Regions from separate parts of the Dromaius novaehollandiae genome. Here region 1 is linked to region 2. The links are chromatin contacts, called in public Hi-C maps. All regions are on one chromosome and are shown on one strand. Each heading gives the region's core, a stretch centred on a gene start, on an enhancer-like site or on the middle of the called end of the contact. The rest is flanking DNA. Distances are from core to core; before and after follow the strand shown. Region 1 has its middle 29 kb from the start of SNX13. Region 2 overlaps LOC135327480 (a long non-coding RNA gene).

Region 1 (5,041 bases), core at 169-2,668, 150 kb before region 2:
TTCATTCTCATGGAGGTTTGCTACCAATGTGATTTCATAGATGGACCTGATAAGACAAAAATAAACATAAGCACCAGTGGACTGATGACTGTAGAAAAGATATTTTCCTGTGGAGAAGAAAATCATAGGGCCATAGAATAATTCAGGCTAGAAGGGAACCCAAGAGGGTTCTAGTCCGACCTCCTGCTCAAAGCAGGGTCAGCTAAGTTGTCAGACCAGGTTACTCAGGGCTCTCCAAAGATTAATTTTGCAGATTGATGTTGGATTACACATGCAAAGAAAGCTCACGAAGAGGAATACACATCCTCCATATTAACAGAAAGTCGTTTCTGAGACTCGCAGTATACTTCACAACTAAGAGAGTCAATGGACAGCATTATGAATATTAGGACTTATAAGGAAATCTTTTCATAAAAGACTTTCCCTTTCCTCCTATGTATATTTGAACTATATGAAGAATTTCAATAACAGTCTCAAATGATGTGCTGTGATGCTTCGGGAACACACATTTGAAATGCAGCATTGATCAAGAACTGTGATTTTCAGTTGGAAAATCTAAAATTTAAAACCAAATAAGCTAGAAATTTTGTTATAAAATTTTCTTTGTAAAACTATAAATTGTGAAACATTAATAGAAGGCATAAAGACAGGCAGGCATGTACATATGAAAGGCATAGCCTGTTATAAAGAAAACACCAGCCGTTATTGCTGGTGGACCAAATGCTGGTCTATCTAAGCTAGATATTTAATACATGAATCAAAATAAAATTTAGGCTGAGACTACTGTGTCATAGAAAGTGTTTTGTGATACATAGAAAAGATCAGACTAGATGATATAATGCTCCCTTCTGGACAGAAAAAAAAAATCACTGAGTGCTTCAGATTTTGTTTACTCACAATGGGAGGGAAATGAATACACAGTATGACGTATTTTCAAGCACTGAACATATGGTAGCTGGAAAAGGTATAGATCAGCTTGGTTGGTTCTTTTTTAGTGTGTGAAGCTACAGATGATTAAACACTATTTTCACAGAAATTACTGTATAAATAATCAAAATCTTGCTATGGTATGGTTCACCACAGGAAATAATCTAAATAGATGAAAACTGAGAAAAATAAGGAGTCCAGAGTATGGAGCTTATAACGAAGAGTGAACAGGAAGGCAAGAGGTAGGATTAAAAGAAAGTGTTCAAAGTTGGGTTGATAAGTGCGAATTGCTATACTTTGAAAGTAAAGGACAGAGAAGGATTTAAAAATATTGAGAAGGAAATAGTGTGTAAACTTTTTTATTTTGCTTTTAAACACTTTGGCGAACAACCCCATCCTGCTGTAACTGATGCCAGTGACAAAACACTGAGTGATTCAGGCCAGATCAGGCTCACTAACTTCAGCACCTGTAAGTGAGTTGGGAACAGATGTGTGTATGCTCTATCTAATCCATATGCACAGTGTACCATATGCTAACTGTTTGTTTGGTTTAGAGTGGACTGGGAAAAGGCCCCAGCTCAGACTTAAATGTTATTTTCTGGCTTACCTAATGTACTTTAAATGGTGTTCAGTATTGTTCAGATTTTAGTTTTGAAAGCGGCTAGACATTTGGGGGTATAGCAGAGAGTCTAAGGAACTGTCTCCTGTCCCCACTGCAACTGCACCCAGTCCTGCTGCATAATACACTTTTTGCTGTTCAGACTTTCCACAGACACGATGTCTGATATTTAACTTGAATAGTCTTATGAAGTTAATTTAAGTTTTGAAGAAGTCATATTTATAGTTTCAAAATGCAGTATTGTGTTTTTATTCATACATATCTAACCCAATATCCTTGTCCAACTGAATTTAGTGTGATGAGTGTGAGGAGTATAATAGATTACTGGAAGGACCAAGAGAATACAAGAACTAGTCCAAGCTATTTACAGATCTATTTTTCATTTTATGAGATAGAAACTCTCTGTGGATGATCATGAAAATTGTCACATCTATCTCACACACAATTTAAATGCCTTAAATAAAGTAAGGAAATCCTCTGTTAAATACCTTTGTACAGTAATATGTGTTTTCATCTTAGGTATTCTATTTGAAAAAGGCATATGAGATTGTATGTAGTCTACATGGACTAGAGAGATGGGTCACCAAACTATTAACTTTAGGTACCTGTAATCTAACCTTGGGAGTGTCTTAATTTCCAGTGTTTCTGTAACTCTTGGTTAGACGTATGCAGTCACCGAAGACCAAACACTGGGGGCTTGATGCCTAAATTCTGATGAATTTGTAGAATATGCTATATTCTCCCAAATACACGTCCTGAGAAATCCAGTTCAGATGTTTACAGATATTCCTATCTGTTAGCATCTTTCTCTGAAGGTTCCCAGCCCTCAGCAGCCAGCCGACTGGAGCATACCTGGCCACCCTTGCTTAAACTGCTGCCCATGATGGTTTCATTTAAGCTGCTGGGCTTTGTACAGAAGCTGCTGAGACCCAGAGTTGCACTCTGACAGTGCCACTGTGGGGGTAGAGTGGCAGGACACGAGGAGACACGTGAGGAAGCAGTGATGTCTCAGTTTTCATAGGTATTTGCTAAGCAAAAATGTGTCATTATTTAAATTATATATATAAGTAATCTTTCCTTATTCTTTATAAACATGTATCACTTCTTAAGAAAGCAGGTGGATGTACTTTGCTTCAAACAACATAGTTAAGGAAAAAGACATCCAAGAAGAAATGAGTCTTCCATCAACTCTGACTAAAACTCTTCTTTCCTATCTTTTTCTTATTTATTAAGACAATAGAAGTCAAAGCAGGATATACAATCTCTTTCTATCATTACCTCATTATGTGAGATCATGAATTATCTTTTTCTTTTCAAAATCCCCATTCTTTTTCATTGCAACTAACTGGGAATATCAGGCATAGTGGACTAAAAGTTTGATCATGGGAAGCCTGCTCTTTTTCCTACTGAACATTGAGAGCTACAGACACTTGATACTGGTGTATTATATAACAGGAGAACTCTCAGGGTTTGCAAGTTTGGTTCTAATGCTTTTAAAAGCTTTCCATACAGTACTGTGCTCTCCTGAGGTTTGGTGATTACTCCTTTTCTGTTCTTGTACTTTTTTTTAGTGAAAGTATTAAAATTCTAAACTTCAGGCTCAAAAGTACCTCATAACCAGGGCTTCTTCCATCTCTTCCTGACTCAAATTCACTCTAACTCCCTTATATGAATGCTCTCTTCCATGGATGTATACATTTTTACCTCATTTTTTCCTCAGAAAAACACGTTCTGAACAAAACTACCAGCTACTTTAGGTTGTTGAGTGCAAACTCAAGGTGGTTCTTTTTCAAATTTGGCAGGTGTCTACACTGGAGGGTCCAGGAAACTTCATCCTCATAGCAGAAAGCATGAGTTTAAAGTGAATTACCATGGGCTGGATTTCTCTGCTATTATCTTCAGAGAGAATTTAAGGGGCCCAAAGCTGTTCCAGTTTAATGCACTCTCACTGTAAAGCATTTAGTTACAGGTGATAACTGCTCTATGTATTAATATTAATTGAATTTTTTTTTGTTTTATCACTGCTAGGACTCCTCAGAACAATGTCAAACTCTACTTGTTCAACAGCTGAACTTGCAGTTTTTTCATTACTGCATGAAGAACAGTGTGTGGTTTTTTGTTTTTTTGTTTTTTTTAATAGAGGTTCACTAAGAAAGGCAAAAATCTTAATGGAAAAGCTAAATTTTAAAGTAACTACCAAGTGAGTTATAATAATCTTCTAGGTTTTTATCTGTCTTGCTTTTTCCCCACATTTCATCTTGTGTTAATATGGGATCTCTCTGACCTAACCCTCCTATATGAACGCACATTGGGAATTTGTCATAGTCAGAAATAAATAGTCAAAAATGTAAATTCAACTCAAATCAAAAAAACAAGTCTCCCTCTTTCCCCCTGTACTTAACATATTTGCTGCACCTACCACCGTACCTTTCCCCGTGTTGCAGAATCCCTCCAGAGGTACACAGCCTCAAATAGATTTCCAGATGTTGGAATAAAAGACCTCATTCTTCGAGCAGATTCATTTTCCATGGTGCTGAACGAAATTAACAACAGCAACAACAACAAAAATGCCTGTATTCAAAAGGAACTACTCAAGTCTATAACCTGAGACGGCTTTCTCTTTTCTTACTTAAACTTCAGTACAGAAACACTACACTACGAAACAGTTATCTTCTGTCCAGATCACTACTCTCAGCATTAGGCTATCCATTGCATGTAATCTTGTGCTTACTGTTATAAAAATAAGGAGCTTGAATAGACCTAATCTGCCCATTAGATGAAAACATTCTATATCAAAACAGAACGTATTGTAGTTTTATGGGTTCATTCTGCAGGTTTTTGCCTACTGTTTCTAACATCAATTAATATAAGTACTGAATACCTGCTATGGAAGATGTTATTTTCCTTTATAAGCCTAAGCTCTCACTGGTTTCAGGAATATTTTTAAGGTATGAAAGTTTCTGATAAATAACAATTCTAAGAACTTTTGAAAAATAATTTTATTCAGTAATATTTTTTAATAAACCTGAAATAATGACTTATTCAAAAAATGTGAGAGGCATCAACTGTTTTAATCAAGGTGGACTGGGGCATTTCCAAATTTGTGTTACAAACACAGAAGACAAAGGGAAGGAAATGCCTCTCTAAGGGAGCAGGAGTTATCAGTAAAACACGGGCTTTAAGCAATGAAGAACTTCAACTAAAACATAGTTGTTATTATCCTTACACAATAGCAAAAACAGACTTTCAAAAGAGGAAAGTATGGGTTATATCCAGAATGTGTGTATATATTTTAACAATCTACAGTGTGCCATAAGTCACAAGTGACTGACGCACAGGCGAAGGCAAAAAGTGACTTAGTTAGTCAAAGTATAAATCTGAAGTAATGATTATATATTCAAATGAGTACTTAATAGCTCTAAATATTTAGTATTTCAAACCCCTGCTATTGCAGAAAAATGTGAACTTGAATGAATATAGGTGAATGTCCTAATG
Region 2 (5,057 bases), core at 876-3,375:
ATCTTCCTCCTGACATTCTTTGAAATGAATTTCCTCTGAGGCATTACTTTGTGATATATGCCATATTTCAGCTCAGAATAGATTTTTATATGCAAACTATAACTCTCAGAAGCAGACTCCATTGACATGAGTTTAAGTACAGTTGCACTGGCAGTAATGTATCTGCATGGGAAGAATCCACAAAACAATAAAATTATGTAAATTAGACTATAGGAAGATTATTCATAACCAAATGCCTGGATATAAGCTTAGCATCTCCTGTGTGGCTCATGGATTTTCTAAAGTATGACAAACAATCCTGGCAGAAATCACAAGAGAAATTAAGATCAAAGCCTAAACATAAATGAAAAGAAATGAAATATTTTCTGCTGATCAATTAACAATGTGCTTTCCTGGCAGCCTGCAGCCACAAACCAAATAGGAAATCAGATTAGGCTGCTTTCATAATCAGGAATAGAAATGGCACTTAGGGCTAAAAAGAGAAAAGTCATTGCATTTATCTCTGTATTGTTTTTTAATTGTTTTTTTCATCATTGTTATTTTTCATCATTCATATTCAGATTAGTTGCCTAATTTTAGTCAGTCAACCAAGTGTGTAATAAATGCATGAATTCTATTTGGTTTAAATATCCCCATCTAATTATCCTGCGCTTTTGTTATCAATCTCCGATGTTAATGGTATAAAAGCAAAAGGAGTTTTTAGTAATTAAATTGTTACTAGAATTATTGTAGAGGATGTTGACAAACCAAGCACATTTAATTATAACTATAAATAGCCTGTAAAGGCTCTTAGTAGGGTGGGATTAAAATGAAGCAAATAATAGTCTAATACTACATTTCCTGTCCTGTGTGTATAGTTGGTAGTGTTTTAGTCTTCTCTCTGGCATCGTTTGCCATTTTATATGGTATGGTACTCTTCCTTTTCTGAACTTCAACAGCTTCTCACAGTTGCTGAAGAATAATGCAGTACTGCTGAAAATCACACAGCAGAACATAAAGACACTTTCTGGTTTGCTCCTGGAAACCAAAGATGCAGTGATGGGAAATGCAAGTAGTAAATGTTGATTGTTTTTACAATATTGCTTTGTTCCTTCTCAGAAAATATGTCAGTTAGAGATATGGAAAAATATGTCAGTTAAAGATGGTGGAAAGCTGTGCTGCTGAAAGGACAGCCATGCTGTAAAGAAATAGCAGGAAGGTCAGTAAAGGTTTCCGAATGGGACAGGTGGAGTCACACCCAGTCACAAACTGTTGAGTTGATTTCCGTAGCAGCAGGGAAGGATGAATAATGGACAACAAAGGATCTTCTCATATTCAAATGAATAATTTATAGTGAGTTCTGCTGCGTTTGAGCTTTTAAAGGAAGAGGCATAAGGGGGAAAAACAGTTTTTGGAGTGTCTTCAGGCCAATATAATTGACAGGATTTTTTTTGCCTCTCTTGCTAGGCTACGGGCTGGATTCTCCACCCCTCTGCCCCAAATAGAAAAAAAAAACCACACCCACCCACCCACCCACCCACAGTGCCCATGGTTCGAAAAGTGATATAAAGCCACTTCCCTGCCTGCAGCCGCTCCTTGCTCATGTAAAAGCTCTGGAGGTGAAACGAGCTCTCACAGGCTTCTGGAAACTTGAATCTGGCTGCTGGCATGGCCTTCTCCTGGCCTCTCCCATCCTGCGACTGCTGCAGCTCCCCCCGGCCATGCTCATACCAATGCCTCTTCTTTGTATGTCTTTTGCTGCCTTTAGGCTGCACTGCTGTTGCCTCCTCGTGTTTCTTGCCCTGGGTCTATTATACCTTCATTCCGCCAATCGCAGCCTTCGCACCTCCAGTATCACAGCTAGGTAGCCTAAGTGAACAAGCCCAGCTTAGCTGGCATGCTGCGTGGAGTCAGCTCTGGTGTGGGGAGGTTAATACCTAGGTTTTGTGCTATGTTTCACTAGTTGGGAACTGGTGGTGTAAATCATGAGATGCAGAAACTCAGCGGTGGTTTGGGGCCCAGTCAAGTAGACGTGCTGATCTGAGTGACCTGCTCGGTCAAAGCGAGGAAGGAGAGAAAAAGCCAGGATTCTGGAAAGAGTCCCCTGGGGGGTGAGTCCTCAGTGCACGTCCAGCTTAGACTGGCGGTTTGACTTTTGGATTGGAAGGAATTTTCCTAGGAATGAACGTGGTTCATTTTCCTTCCTGTACAGCACAGAGCTGTGTTCATTTACAAAGATCATCTGGCCTGTTTCATCTGACACCTTCTCTCTGAGGATGCTGGCAACTCCTGCGGTTGCTCTCGTGTGCCCTGGTCTCTCTTCCTCTCCCTCTTTCTCTTTCTAAACACTGTTGCTTTTGAGGCTCATGGTCAGGTATGTCAAAAACCTGGTATTTGCTTTAAATATTTTCAGGAGTGTTTTGTGGTGTTTGGTATGTTGAAGGACTAGCATGGATTTTTTTTGTGCATGTATTTGGAATTAAAATTCTGTTAAGCTGATCTTTTTAATTGTGAAGAACTGGACAAGCTGGCCCAGACACTGTTTATCTTAGATTCCTGTTAGCCAGCTTTATGCTGTTTCTTGCTCTTTGCACTAGTTCTGTGGTTGACCCTCTCAGGTGGCTAATTTTTCTGTGCCCTGTAACAGGAACAGAGGTATTTAATGTTGTATTTTGCATTCCCGTCTGTGTTTAATACACATAAAATTTAGCTGTTATAGCATTAATTCCTTTTACTGAGTTTGTCCTTGAATTTACTTGTGCTTTCTGAAATGCCTAAGTAAAATAAAATCAGAGGGTGCTGCATTAAATAACATAAATTGAATGCTTTTGATTTCAAATATTTTGCTCAAAAAGGAATGGAAGGGCTACATTTGTCTCTCTCAAGACCTTTTGTTTCAATTCAGAAAATTCAGACTGTGTTTTAGGAATTGGTTGTGGGTATGTTGGAAATGTACTATAACATACACTAAGTCTTCAAAATTTTCATAAATTTTAAAAGCACAACAGCTGTTGAGATTGACCATAATGTTCACTCTCTGTTTATTAAAGCTTTTAAAGTTTTTTATTTCCTAATTGCTCATCACTAATGAGGTTGCCAGATCTCATAGGGGTCATTTCCATGCTTGTATTAGTAAATACTCAGATGGAGTTTGATCACACTCGTCAGTGTGCTTTGAAATTTAATTAGGCAATTATAGCTTAAATTTCACCACTCAAAATAAATGGAGCTCCATCTTCTCTGTGATCTATTTTCTAACAATGAAACCTGCTGAATCTAGACTAATTACAACATTTGATGCACACATTTTGTCCATCAAGAATACAAGTGATGTTGAAGCATACAGTTCCTCTTTGAGAAATGTTACAGGCCATGCTCTGAAAAATTCATGTGTAGCAGTAAAACTTACTGTATATGTACAGTGTATATGCAAGCCATGTATTTAGTGCAGACTTCCATTTGTACTTACAGATGAATTACTGTTTAGCATGAGGACTGCATTTCCTTTTAGAAGGGGCTAGCAGGTGCTAGCCTTTGGAAAGTGTTCACTTAGGAAATTAATGGTTTGAATCAGACAGTCTGTATCTTTTAGAAATGCTAAGTTAGTAACTTTTCAAGTCTTGACCTATAAATACCTAGAAACTTATGCCTCTGATGATACTTAGCATTTTTGAAAGGCAACAAAGGCCTCAGTGTAGACCCAGTGGCCCCAGTGTTTTGGCCAATGAAAGATCTCCTAGGGAGAATTAGCAAAAGGTACTTTTGCTTGTCTGGGTTGCATGTATAAAAGCACTGTGAAACCTTTGCTTATTTGTTGTACAGTCAGAGACAAGGCTCACTTACAATGAGGCTATAAATGCTTGCTTACACGTTTAATGCACTGGAGATCTATAGATGAAAAGAAATGTGCTAAACACTGTGCTACAGGAGTGGCTCTGCCTGTAGGACAGTCCCCTCAGAAATGACTGCTCAGCAGTGAGGATATACTGATAAACAAACTAGCTAAGCCAAACCTGGGTGCCAGCACACAAAGCTCACCATGCTTTCCCTGGTGAGAACCAAAACCCTTTGGTACTTCTAATCTATTAATCAGAGTAGCCACTGAAAGTAAGTAGCTCTTCAAATAGAAAATTCCCTTTACCCTTACGAATCTAACAAAAGTTCAAGGTGCACAGCACTAGCATCAAAATGGCATTTGGGGAATAAATCATTTGTTTCGACTCCAGACTACCATTACATTGGCATTAAAAAAATACATCCTCAGATTTTTTTTTCTAGATGACATTTTGTGAGTTTTAAAGAGAAACAGTTAACAGCCAACTTTTAAGTGTCCTCTTGTTCGTATTTCTGTGACATGTTTATAACAAATTGTTCTTCCCTTATTCCTTTGCTGGTAGATGTCATCGGAAATGACCCAAAGCACCTTGGAGCCATTTTTTGCTGCATTTTAACTGTGCTGGTCTCTCTCTTCTGGTGACAGTTCTTCTTAGTGTAAGCTGAATGCATTGCTTTGTGACAAAAGCGTATTTAGTTCTATAGAAAGTACATAAAGGAGTAGATATTATCTAATTCAGTGTTTCGGTGTACTGTAAAGCTATACCAATCTGAATAACTGTTATATGAAAGTAAAGTTGTGGTTTATTATACTGGTTCTTATTTTAGATGCTCTAGTTTGTTACATAAAAGTGGCTTAACCTTTACTATTCTGTGTAAGTTTTCAAATCAGAAGAGCTGACTATTCCTTTTGGAGTGTTAGTTTTTAATGAGAACATCTTTTCATTTCTACATTTGCCTGCATCCTTCGAATAACTTTTTATTTCCTATACTCCTTTTCTTTCTTTTCTTGTTTTCAATGATATGTCAAGATCTCATCGAACTTGCTGGGATGTCTAAGAAGCTCTGCATCTTGATTTCTTTTTAGAGAGTGTAGATATGTAAGCTATCATATCTAGTCTGAGAAATCAGCATTTTATCCCAAATCTCTAATGATGATCTGTGAATAAAATCCTGCATAATGTTGCACATACTTGTGTAGATGACTGATTGGGAAGTAATGTTTTTTCAGCCTTCAGTGAAAA

What was found. Hi-C and Micro-C count contacts between places; a contact is called where the count stands out from the background.
Region 1: a Hi-C map of ovary shows a contact between it and region 2, with 4 times the contacts expected there. The contact joins two enhancer-like sites. A contact is called at or near these places in 3 of 4 Hi-C or Micro-C datasets (brain, liver and ovary).

Annotation. Positions count from the first base shown.
Region 1 is chr2:41,926,583-41,931,623 of bDroNov1.hap1, reverse strand. No RefSeq gene overlaps it. Among named protein-coding and RNA genes, the nearest start is that of SNX13, 29 kb to the left of the region's middle. Within about 2 kb of position 1,418, at least 2 of the 2 cell types and tissues checked have open chromatin away from gene starts, as enhancers often do.
Region 2 is chr2:41,776,714-41,781,770 of bDroNov1.hap1, reverse strand. All of the region lies in intron 3 of LOC135327480 (a long non-coding RNA gene), which reads left to right. Among named protein-coding and RNA genes, the nearest start is that of HDAC9, 78 kb to the right of the region's middle. Within about 2 kb of position 2,125, at least 1 of the 2 cell types and tissues checked has open chromatin away from gene starts, as enhancers often do.